2 separate regions of the Bos taurus genome follow, and region 1 is linked to region 2. Evidence: chromatin contacts called from public Hi-C data. All regions are on one chromosome and are shown on one strand. The core of a region is the stretch at or near the end of the contact, and the rest is flanking DNA. Distances in the headings are between cores, read along the strand shown.

What was found. A called contact is a pair of places that touch in the nucleus more often than the background predicts.
Region 1: a contact with region 2 is called in a Hi-C map of skeletal muscle, with 12 times the contacts expected there. The contact joins two enhancer-like sites. A contact is called at or near these places in 5 of 11 Hi-C or Micro-C datasets (blastocyst, blood, skeletal muscle and 2 more).

Annotation. Positions count from the first base shown.
Region 1 is chr4:47,113,010-47,118,509 of ARS-UCD2.0, forward strand. No RefSeq gene overlaps it. Among named protein-coding and RNA genes, the nearest start is that of MIR2284B, 21 kb to the left of the region's middle. Within about 2 kb of position 3,307, at least 30 of the 102 cell types and tissues checked have an H3K27ac peak or open chromatin away from gene starts, as enhancers often do.
Region 2 is chr4:46,734,522-46,740,521 of ARS-UCD2.0, forward strand. All of the region lies in intron 5 of ATXN7L1 (ataxin 7 like 1), which reads right to left. Among named protein-coding and RNA genes, the nearest start is that of TRNAR-UCU, 13 kb to the left of the region's middle. Within about 2 kb of position 2,725, at least 13 of the 102 cell types and tissues checked have an H3K27ac peak or open chromatin away from gene starts, as enhancers often do.

The DNA.
Region 1 (5,500 bases), core at 2,057-4,556, 380 kb after region 2:
ATAAAATCATAATGATGAGGGAAGTGGATACTAATAATAACTCTGAAGAACTGGCTTCAGGTTCAGTACCTCTGTTCTTGCTGCATCACACGTACTGGCTGTCTCTGAAAGTTGTCAGCTTTATTTTCCTATAAGCCAAAGGGTTAACTGGGTTTGAGAAACTCTGAGGAGACAGCCTGGATTTAAACACCCCTTTCCCTTGACACAGAGCTCTCAGCTGCTACCCTCATTGTGGGTCGAGTGCCTTTAGATATGTGAACATTCTCAACTCCTTTCCCTAAGCCTGATGATGGCCTACTTCCCCTGTCGCTGGGAGAGGGCTGTGAATACCCTCTGCGCTGGTATCCCACTTGTTTCTAGCTTAGTCTGTGGCATTGCATCAGCCTACTAAGGCCAACTCCAGAACATCCAGCTTTGAGCCAAAGTGCTTTCAAAATAACAAAAGGTTCATACCCGGGAGGCCCATCTCTGACCAGCCACACATATGGAGTACTGCAAGCTCTAGCATTAACTCACCGTGTGATTTTTCAGCAAATTGAAAAATACTAGGCTGCCTCCTTTCTTAGTAAAAAAAAAAAAAAATCCATAACTAGCAGGCTTGGCAATGGGAAGGAAGATGGTGAGAAGGGTGGGCTGCACCAGAGCCCCCCTTGCTTCAACATGGAGTTTCCCCTGGCCTGACATTGACTGTGGTTGGTCTAAGATATTACCCTCTCCCCCTGGACTGACTACTTCAAGGTCTAGAACACCATCAGTAAAGTCTAATTCCTTGTTGTATCTGAAGTTGCCTTAGTAGCTCATTTCTCCAAAGTTGTGGGGTCTTTGTTCATTGTGTATTTAATTCACCAAACAAGGACTCTTTTCACCTTGGCTGCCAAACAGTATCTCAAGTCAAAAGTGGCCTCTGGTCTACATGGACAAATCAAGGTGACTTATTCCCACTCTGGAGGAGATGTGGCTTAGTGGTTAAAGGCATGCACTCTGATATTGGATATACTTGGGGTCAAACATTTGTGACCTTGAGTAAGTCATTTAACATTTTTGTGCTCTGTTTCCTACCCTGTAAGATGGGGATGATGATGCTGTAAGTCTGCCCCATGGAGAAGTGTGCAAGTTAAACAAGATCTTGTACATGTAAGCAGTAAACACCCGTTTTTTTGTGTGTGTGTGTGTGTTTTTTTCCAGCTCAGTGGGATTTTCCAAGGAGACACCAGAACTTCCCCTGGGGAAGTTCCTCTTCTTCTGGGGCTGCCTGCACTTTGAAGCCCTTCTAGGTAAAGGTGGCAGAAACGTCATACATCATAGCAGCCGCTACAGGGTTCTCCTCACAGCTCTGTTCCTCCTGCCTCCCTGGGGGCAATGTCATGGGCTCCAGAGAAGATGGCCAAGGTGACAGCCAACTTGGAACCTGCAAGTCTGGACTGGGGCCCCTCACTGTGTGGGAAGTGTGTTGACCACCGGTGGGTGTGAGTGACCCACCACTCTTCAATCGGGCGTTCTTTTTAGGTGCACTGCTGCTCGATTTCACTGTGCACAGGACTTCAGAGCAGGGGACAGACATGGGGGAGGGACCCCCACCCCGCCTGCCTCCTGGTCTGTGACAGTCACGTGGCTCTGAGAAAGTGGCTCAACCGGACAGGCCCCCCAGGTCCTGGCTCCCAGAAACCTAATCCGGGCTCAGCCAGGCTTTTGTTAAATCGCTGATCTAAGAGTCTGGCAAATCCATTAAGAACAGTATCTGGGAGGATTTCTGGACCAAACAGGGCTCCCAGAATCATCGTCCCTAGAAAGGCTGGTGTGCCCAGCGCTTTGCAGTTTGCAGGGCTTTGATGCGCCTCGGGCCAGTCACAGAACAATTCTGTGGGGTGGGCAGAGTTTAGAGGAGAGAAAATTCCCTGTGGAGTTTTAAATCTGTGAATAGCTTTGAGGTCATCTGCTTCAACCCCTTTGCCAAGTAGATGAAGAGAGGAAAGTCCAGAGAGGGCTAGGTGACTGAGTTAATAGGAGCAAGCAGGGCCAGGCTCACTATCTGGGACCTCTGTCTCTCTCCCACATCAAGCTGCACCTAAGACTGGGAACCCTTGCCTGACCGGGAAGACAGACATCCTGAAAGCCCATGCCCAGCTTGAGGCTGCTTTGTGCCTGAGCCCAGGTTGCATGTGGCTTCCCTGACTGCTCAGCAGGTAAAGAATCTGCCTGCAATTCAGGAGATGAAGGAGATGCGGGTTCTATCCCTGGGTCGGGAAGATTCCCTGGGGGAGGAAAACGGCAACCCACTCCAACATTGTTGCCTGAAAAAATCCCATGAACAAAGAGGAGCCTGGAAGGCTATAGTCCATGGGGTTTCAAAGAGTCAGACACAACGGAGCAACAGACACACACACACACACACACACACACACCAGGGTCCATCACAACACAGCTTCAGCAACAGTCCTTTGTGGGGGAGAGGGGACAAAGCCAGCCCAGGTGATTGCTCCAGCTTTTAGCTGCCCTCAAGAACCTCCACGAGTCTTCTCAAGTCCTAGGCTGGGAATGTCAGACTTTAGGCAAGAATTTTTCAACCCGAGGATGAGTCAACCCAGAGCATTCCCTGGCCTGTCCTGCTTTTCCGGGAATCTCCTAAAGTGCTGGAACTTAGGGTGGAACTTGAAAGATAGATCCCTGCTTTTAATCCATCAAGTCTGCGGAGCACAGATGATTTTTTTCAGCACTGGACTGGTTGGTACCACTCGAGGACAGGGGCCGTGCCGTCCCTTCCTTACTGAAGAACCCCACCGGTCCTTAGCATACAGAGGAAGGGAGGGTATGGGGGGAGGAGGAAACTTTACAGAGGGGGCTGGGTGCCATTTACACTTTCAATTCCCCCAGATAGGTGGCTGGAGCACTCTCCTGGGTGCCAGAGGCTGGCTGCGCCTGTGGTCTGTCTGGGTGGAGAGGGTGAGGCTGCCCATACAAGCACATTTCCTCAGAAACACATCTGCTCAACCGCATGAAAAACAGCAACTCTGCTGACTTATTTAGCGTCCATTAAGTTCATATTCAAATGAACATGCGGGAAGGAAAGGGGCGGCGTTACAACAGTGCAGAGGCTGGGAGAGACATTTAAAATGTATGAAGATCTGTGCACCAGATGTTTGTTTCACCTCAAGAAAATAAAATGATAGAACAACACAGATTGAAATGTCACAACCAAATCTCTGACTGTGAAAGCAGCAAGGGAAAGCCTGCTCTGTCTCCTGCTCTGCCTTCTCTGGGTCCACTCCAAGTTCACATTGCAGAGATTGGTGTGAGTCCAGTCACAGAGTCTCAGCTCTTGGTGTGAGTGGCAGTCACAGCTGAGGTCATCAGTACACACGCAAGACTATCCGAAATCTTGAACAACACAGACTCTCTTTGCACACGAAGGGTCTCAGCCAGCTGGCTGGTGTTCAGTGGGCTGTGCCAGAGGCAGACATGAATGCTGATGAGTGTGCAGCTGCCCGAAGGTCACAGTGCAAAGGGTGGGAGCCCTGGAATGAGTCCCTGGAAGCTCTCCCTGCATTTCGGGGTTGGTCAGCTAGCTGGTACCAAGCCTCCTCTCCCAGCAGGAGGGGCTACATCCAAGCTCATGTTCATGCAGACTGAGGGTTCCTCTCTACCACCCCCCAACGCAGGAGGCATCACAACACCCCAGGTAATGCCTGCACATCTCCTCTGCCTGGGGCCCAGGAGCATGCGTGTTCCTTCAGCGACTTGGTGAACCCTGTGGGCCCATTCACCCTGGTACCAGGAATGATAACAGGATGGGGGAACGTGACAATGTCTGCCTCTGTCTTGGGGCTCTCCTATGGCCTCTTGAGCTTTCCCTCTCCCCTGCTGCTGCTGCTAAGTCACCTCAGTAGCGTCCGACTCTGTGCGACCCCATAGACGGCAGCCCACCAGGCTCCCCTGTCCCTGGGATTCTCCAGGCAAGAACACTGGAGTGGGTTGCCATTTCCTTCTCCAGTGCATGAAAGTGAAAAGTGAAAGTGAAGTCACTCAGTCGTGTCCGACTCTTAGCGACCCCATGGACTGCAGCCTACCAGGCTCCTCCATCCATGGGATTTTCCAGGCAAGAGTACTGGAGTGGGGTGCCATTGCCTTCTCCGTCCCTCTCCCCAGTTTTCCTTAACTCATGTTATGGGATTTCGTCAAATCCAGTTTCTGAGGGCAGGAATTCAGATAGGACCCACGTGGCAGGACCCCAGGATGAGGGATCTAGTCACTCCTCAGAGCTGCCTCCACCACACTTAGAACCACAAGAGCCTAGTGACAAGGAGCAGCACTTTTAATGCCACCACAAGCCTGGAGGCACAAAGCCAAAGGGCAGGAGTCTCCAAGGAGCCATGGGAGGAATTTCTTTGAGTGGTGACTGCACAAGGGAAGGAGCTGTGGCTGCTTATGGTGATGCTCCTGGGACAGTCCTCTTCATCTGTCTCTCTGACAAGCCCAGCCTTGCTTGACCTCAACACCCAGCCTATCACTGCCTGCTTTATGACTCTCAGTCATAAAGACAATTCTACAGGGTTGCTGGGATTTTTCTGAAGTCTTTGAGATAACTAGCATTTCTTACTGAGTAAGGTAGATGGCCCTGTCTTCAGGTGAGCTCATGGCCTTGGGGAGATAAGTTATTTCAAATCCTAAAAGATGATGCTGTTAAAGTGCTGCACTCAATATGCCAGCAAATTTGGAAAACTCAGCAGTGGCCACAGGACTGGAAAAGGTCAGTTTCCATTCAAATCCCAAAGAAGGGCAATGCCTAAGAATAATCAAACTACCGTACAATTGCACTCATTTGACATGCTAGCAAAACAATGCTCAAAATTCTCCAAGCTAGGCTTCAACAGTATGTGAACCAAAAATTTCAGATGTTTAAGCTGGATTTAGAAAAGGCAGATGAACTAGAGATCAAATTGCCAACATCTGTTGAGTCATAGAAAAACCAAGAGAATTCCAGAAAAACATCTACTTCTGATTCATTGACTATGCTAAAGCCTTTGACTGCATGGATCACAACAAACTGTGGAATATCCTTAAAGAGATGGGAATACCAGACCACCTTACCTGCCTCCTGAGAAACCTGTATGAAGATCAAGAAGCAACAGGTAGAACTGGACATAGAACAATGACTGGTTCAAATTGGGAAAGGAGTACATCAGGGCTCTATATTTTCACCCTGCTTATTTAACTTATATCCAGTGTACATCATATGAAATGGCAGGCTAGATGAAGCACAAACTGGAATCAAGATTGCCAGGAGAAATATCAATAACCTCAGATATGCAGATGATACCACCCTTAGGGCAGAAAGTAAAGAGGAACGACAGGGCCTCTTAAGGAAGGTGAAAGAGGAGAGTGAAAAATCTGGCTTAAAGCTCACCATACAAAAAACTAAGATCATGGCCTCCAGTCCCATTACTTCATGGCAAATACATGGGGAAACAATGAAAACAGTGACAGACTTTATTTTCTTGGGCTC
Region 2 (6,000 bases), core at 1,475-3,974:
AGAAATCTTTGCCAGCCCTGCTCCACTTAGCAGCACAGGGGAAAGATGGATTTGACAGGCAGGAGCCTGAGGACATAGGGTATTCGTGCTGTGGGTTACATGTCTGATGAGAGCTCTCAGCTGTCTATTTCTCCCCACCAAGTCCTTCAACAAAGACCCATGAACCTGTGCTTCTGGCCTGGCAGAATTCTGAGGATCTCTGATTTACTGGCCAATCCTTGAAAGGGTCATCTCACCCAGCCTCTTGTCTTCCAAGCAGGGACAGTAGGTAAGTCATCCCAAGTCAAGAGGAACTGACCCTATTTCAAAAGGTCTGCAGAAAAGGAATTCTATTTGGTTCTCTTGGATACATTTTGGGGGTTGCTATCAGGACATGATGTCATATTTAGATTTTTTAAATTGAAGAAATAGGTGGGACATTCTTGAAGTCTGAAAGTCAGGCAATCACTAAGAATCAGCCTACATAACAGAGCTATAAAGTCTTGCCTTGGTATAACAGACACAGGAGGAGCTACATAAACCCTGGTGCATGAATACATAGTATTTTTTTTCAATCTGGAAAAAGACTGGGAAAACTTTCAGAAAGCCAATTTGAAATACCTTAAGCAAAAAAGAAAACAGGGTAGTCAACCACTGAGCACAGGATATAAGGAAATCTACCAGATTAATCTAATATTATTTTGTGGCTGAGTGTCAAGGCCTGGCGGACAGAGAGGAAGCACCAGGCGTAATCTCTCCTGGCCTCTGCAGTTTCGGAGGCCCTCCCACATAACACACCCTCCGTAAGCTGGAAAAATGTAGTCAGACCACACAGCTGTTGAGGATGAGGGACCCTAGCAGCCGAGGTGAAAAAAGATTGGTTAGTAAGATTTTGTGCCGGCCCAAAGCAGTACCTAGTGGAACTCAGAGGCACCCATTGCTGGCCAAGAAGATTAGAACATCTTCATCAGTGACTTGGGTGATGGGCCGAGACCTTGTCCATCAGTTGAGGGCAGAGCAGATTAGTCGTTGGGAAGAATGATGTGGGATTTTCCCTTAGGAGGTGGGGAGAAATGAACAAGCTGACTTTGACAAATTGTAAATGTAGCCAGAGACAAGTGAGATCAAATCAGGGAGGACAAGTAGGGCTGAACTGGGCGTCTGTGCCTTATCACCATTCTAATACAGTCACAGAATGTGGAGGATGTTGCAAAAGAGTTTAGAATAATAGTTAGGAACATAGGCTTTGAAATCAGACAATCCTAGATCTGAATCCTGCCTTTTCTATTGCTAGATGCATTCTGGTGGGAAAGCCATCTGAATTCTGTGGGCATTAGAAGAAGGGTAGCCGGCCTGGAAAGCTGGCTTTTGCGCCTCCTTGCCTCCTCATTGGGACATCCTCGAGGGCAATGCCCAGTCAGGCATATGAGGCTGCCTTGCCTGGTTCATCTCAAAACTTCACTATTCAGGCCTCAGTTTCCTTATCAGTAAAATGAAGGTCATGATAGATATCTGAAGTGATTAACTGAGATAATATGTATAAAATGCTTAGCTTAGTCCCTGGGCACATAGTTGACCCTCAATAAACTGTAGCTAAAACAAGAAGGAGAGACACCACCCCCACGGACCCTGATGCTTCTGGGGTATATGTCTGTGTGCAAGTCATTGTCACCGTCAGAACTTTTTATCCTCTTGAGTCTTCTGGTCCCACAATGGAGGGAGCGGGTGGATGATGAGGAGAAGGCAGGAAAAGAAGGTGAGTGGGAGCAACTGGCCCTCCATATTCACCCAGAGTAGAGGACCACTTCCTGGGGGTGGCAAAGGGAAAAGACAGAGTAAGAAGCCTTTGCAGACTTGATCCCTTTCCAGAAGCCCTCGGTCCTGCTTTGCAACCCCACCTGCTTTCTCCATTCCAGTCTCCTAGGCACTGCCCAAGCCTGGACTAGTGGTAAAAGTTCCCACATGGATACATATTCTACAAGAGGGAGAGGAACTCCAGTCTCCTCTCATATGAACATGTTGTCTTCTGCAACCCTGAAGTGTGTGAGGCAATGGGGATTTCTGTGATGGCCCTAAGATTTCTTCCTCCAGAAGAATTGCATGTGCCCCCTTCTAGGCTGCTCCAGATTCCCTAGAAGCAAAAAGTTCCAGCATCAGCCTCTGTTAGTGTCTCTGGCACTCTGTTAAGCCAGGGTTCCCAAGGCAAGGAGCTCAGGAGGTAGCCTCCGGACCCAATGAGAGATCACAGGCACTTAATGTGCCGACATTCCTGGGGAGTCGTGATGCTCCAAGACCATGGGAAAAATCAGCAACCAGAGGAGAAAGGAAGATAACGGGGGAAAACAGAGTCCTGGCGTGGTAGGGTACATAAAGCTGGACAGGCTGTCTCAGGAGTGCACTGGAGACCGGTCTGCCTGCAGGGGTGCTGCCTCGGGTGATAAGTCCCAGAGAAATTTAAGACACTCCCAGATCAAACAACCATCCCTGCTCAGTGCTTTCCGGCTATATATGAGAATGAGAAGCCTCACAATGAAAATGAGTACCTAGTGAAACTCACAGCAAGGCATGGACCTTTGAGGGCCTTTGAGGGCAGGATTTGAGATGGAAGAGATCAGGAATCAAGCGGATTCTGGAGGGAGCACTACTGCAGGGCGGAATGGAGCCTCCAGAGTAGCCAGGCTTTGCTCAGGAGGGGCCAGTGGGCGCGCTTCCACCTGCAGCCGCCAGAGGTCACCAGCTCCCGCTGCTGGAGCTAAAAGCCGTCCAGCCTGCCCCTACCAGGCCTTCCACAGACAGCACACCACCACGGTCACGGCCTGGCTCAAGCCCTGCGGCCAACACTGCCTCGGAGAGACAAGACTTTCAAAGAACATCTTCCGTGCCCTTGCCAGGGAAGGAGGGGAGCAGGGACCAGGGCGCAGGACCCCAGCCTTTGCTTTCAGGAAGCTTTTTCTGAGCATAGCATCCCTGGCTACTGTCAGCGCTCCAGCCTCTGCTCCCAGCTTCCTTCACAGTGGCACTTCCCCAGGAAGCATCTTCCCTATTCCTCCTTCTCTGTGTTGGAATCCAGCACTGGCCAGGCAGTCCGACACCAAACCACCTCCATCCAGAACGCCAGGCACGTTTTGTTTAAACTTTCAAGAGTTGAGTCTTCACACTGATCTATAGCAAACTCGGGAGATGCTTTGCCCCCAATTAAATACAGTTTGTGTTTTTAAAAAATTCTAAGCTATCAACATCTCCTTTCTGCATTACTTCAATGTCATCACTGTCCTCACTGCTTGCCAGAACCTGGATCAAAATCCTATCATCAGATCTTCCATCTAGCCTCTTCCTGTGCTCAAGTCGTCTCCACCAATGCAAATCCAACCCTGCTATCCTGCTGCTTAGAGGGCTTTGCGGGCTTCCCATTGCCCAGCGGACCAACTCCACCCTCACAGCTGGCCCCACACGGCTCCCGCCCTTGGCACCTTCTCCCACAGCCTCCAGGAGCTCTAGCTCCTTGAACACTGTGCGTGTCTGCCTGGCTCTGGGCCTTGCGGTGGGTGGGCGGTTCCTTCTGCTGCTGTGCCCTCCTTTCTCCTCCGGGTGAACACGCCCCCATCTGCCTCCATCCGGTTGACGGGTCCTCTCCTCTCTCAGTGCTGGCTCTGCCTTCCTTGGTGTTTCTGCCACACTTATAACATCAAAGAGCAAGGTTTTAGTTCTATGACCCTGGGACCTGGCCAGATTATGAGCTACCTGAGGACAGGGACTTGGACCAAATGTATCCATCACTCCAGAGTTATCCCAAAGATATATATACTATTAGCACTTGGCCCAATCAGCGTCTGAGGAATGAGCCAATCTTTGCAATGAAGGTTAAATCATATAACACAACACGAAGTGGGCCAGCTCTACACCAGTACAAATGCTTCAGGAAAGGACTAGCCTCCAGCTGTTTCTATTCTTGGTAGAGGAGCCACTGAGATGACAAAGGTGGGGGGACGGGTGCTGACCTCCCCCCATCCCTTACACACAGCACCTCACTCACCCTGCCATGCACACACTGAGCACTGCTAGGTGCTAGGTGGTAGCCCACACACCGGAGGTCATGTTTCCTCCTCACCCACAATTTATAGATGAGGAACCTAAGGCTTAGAAAGGTTGGCCCAGGACACTAATTCAGCAACGTGAAGGGTGGCACGGGGGCTGGACTTCAGGGTGCTCTAAAGGCAGGGCTCTTTACCATAGCTCCAGCTCCACCCCTGTCCAGCTCTGTGTGTGTCATCTCAGGCCCAACTCTTCATCACCTCGGACTTCTGTTTCCTCATCTCATCACAGAGCAGCCTTGAGGCTCAAAAAGGAGTAGCACAAAGGCAGGAATGCCTATGAAGGCATCTAAAACCGACAATGTCCTCTGTAGATACGAAGGACCATGGTTACTAACCTTCTTGGCTCAGACTCTCCCCCGCCCCCCGCCCCGCAACATATCATTTCTTTTCCCTCCCCAGTTGTCCTAGAGTGTATTTTCCTCCTTAGATTCTAATCCCTATTAACATTTATTCGTTTATTTTTGGCCACACTGCATGGCATGCAGGATCTTAGTTCCCTAAGGATCGAACCCTCATCCCCTGCAGTGAAAGCACCAAGTCTTAACCACTGGATTGCCAGGGAAATCCAATCTAGCCCCTAATTTTGTAACTCGACAAGATAAGTTGAGTTTACACCCAAGGAGCTGTCCATTGTTCTTCTGAAACTGAGGGAACAGGCAGCACTTAGACAGTTAATTTTCAGATGCCTCCCTGTCCTGGCAGAGATATTATGCCCTCTGGACACCTGCGTCTTCTAACCTGCCCCTCCTTCCATCCTCGTGCCCACCTGCCCTTTCTCTTTCTCCTCTTTCTTCTGTGGCTCATCACAGTAACCTGCATCTACTCCTTCAGGCCACCTGCTTTCTGCCCCTCATCCTCTGCCTCACTCCTTCTTGCTTGACACCCACACCTGCACCACCCGGGGCAAAAACTGGCCTCCAAATGTCCCCCCAACCCATGTCTTGTGCGAGGGGCTGAATCTGTAAGCAGGAGGCCAGGAAGGGACTTCTGTGGAACACCATGCCACCTCTTCACTTCCCTTCTGATCAGGGCGTTCTTTATAACATCCTGGGACATGACATGCAGGGGCTGTGTTGTTGGTATGACTGTAATTATTGCCTCTAACTTAAAAGAAAGTACCTTTCCCTTCCTGCCAGAGCACAGAAGGTTTTTCCTTTTTAATCACTTAGGACCTAGTTCTCCATTCCTAACTCTAATAATTGTAACAGGGAAAAAGAATTCCACAGTGGCACATGGCACCCTGATTTCTCTTCAATAACTCAAAAGATCATTATTTATACCTGCTGTTTCCTTTAGCATCAGAAAAATCTCTGTGAGGAAAAAGAAGGCAAAGGAGCGGTTCTAGTTTCACAGACTCCTTCATTCGCTCACTCATTCATCATATATTTGCTTATGAAACATCTGCTGGACGCCAGATTCCAGGCTAAAAAATGGGGATGCAGCAGGGGGCAAAGGAGGCTAAAGATGCAAGTAAGTACCATGTATGATGGTAGCTCTTATACTGGCAAACTGAGTGTTAATGAGAGCTTAGAAGAAGGAGCACCTCAATCTGTATAAAAAGTCCGGGAAGGCTTCATGGAGGAAGCAATACTCGTGCAGAGATTTTAAGCATGTGCAGGGACAGGTATCACAGACTTAATAGACATGAGTTTGAGCAAACTCTGGGAGATGGTGAAGGACAGGGAAGCCTGGTGTGCTGCAGTCCCTGGGGTTCCAAAGAGTCCGACACGACTTAGCAACTGAACAACGACAAAAAGGGACAGGCAAGGAGGCTGCTGCCGTTAGGCGAAACAGCGCACGCCAACACACGAGGCATGCTGAGGAGCTTCAGTGAGATCGAGACACCTGGAGTATGAAACGAAGGGGTAAAACACTGGCAGTTAGACAAGTGGAGAAATGCCAGATCATACATCTGCCTCCAAAGGGG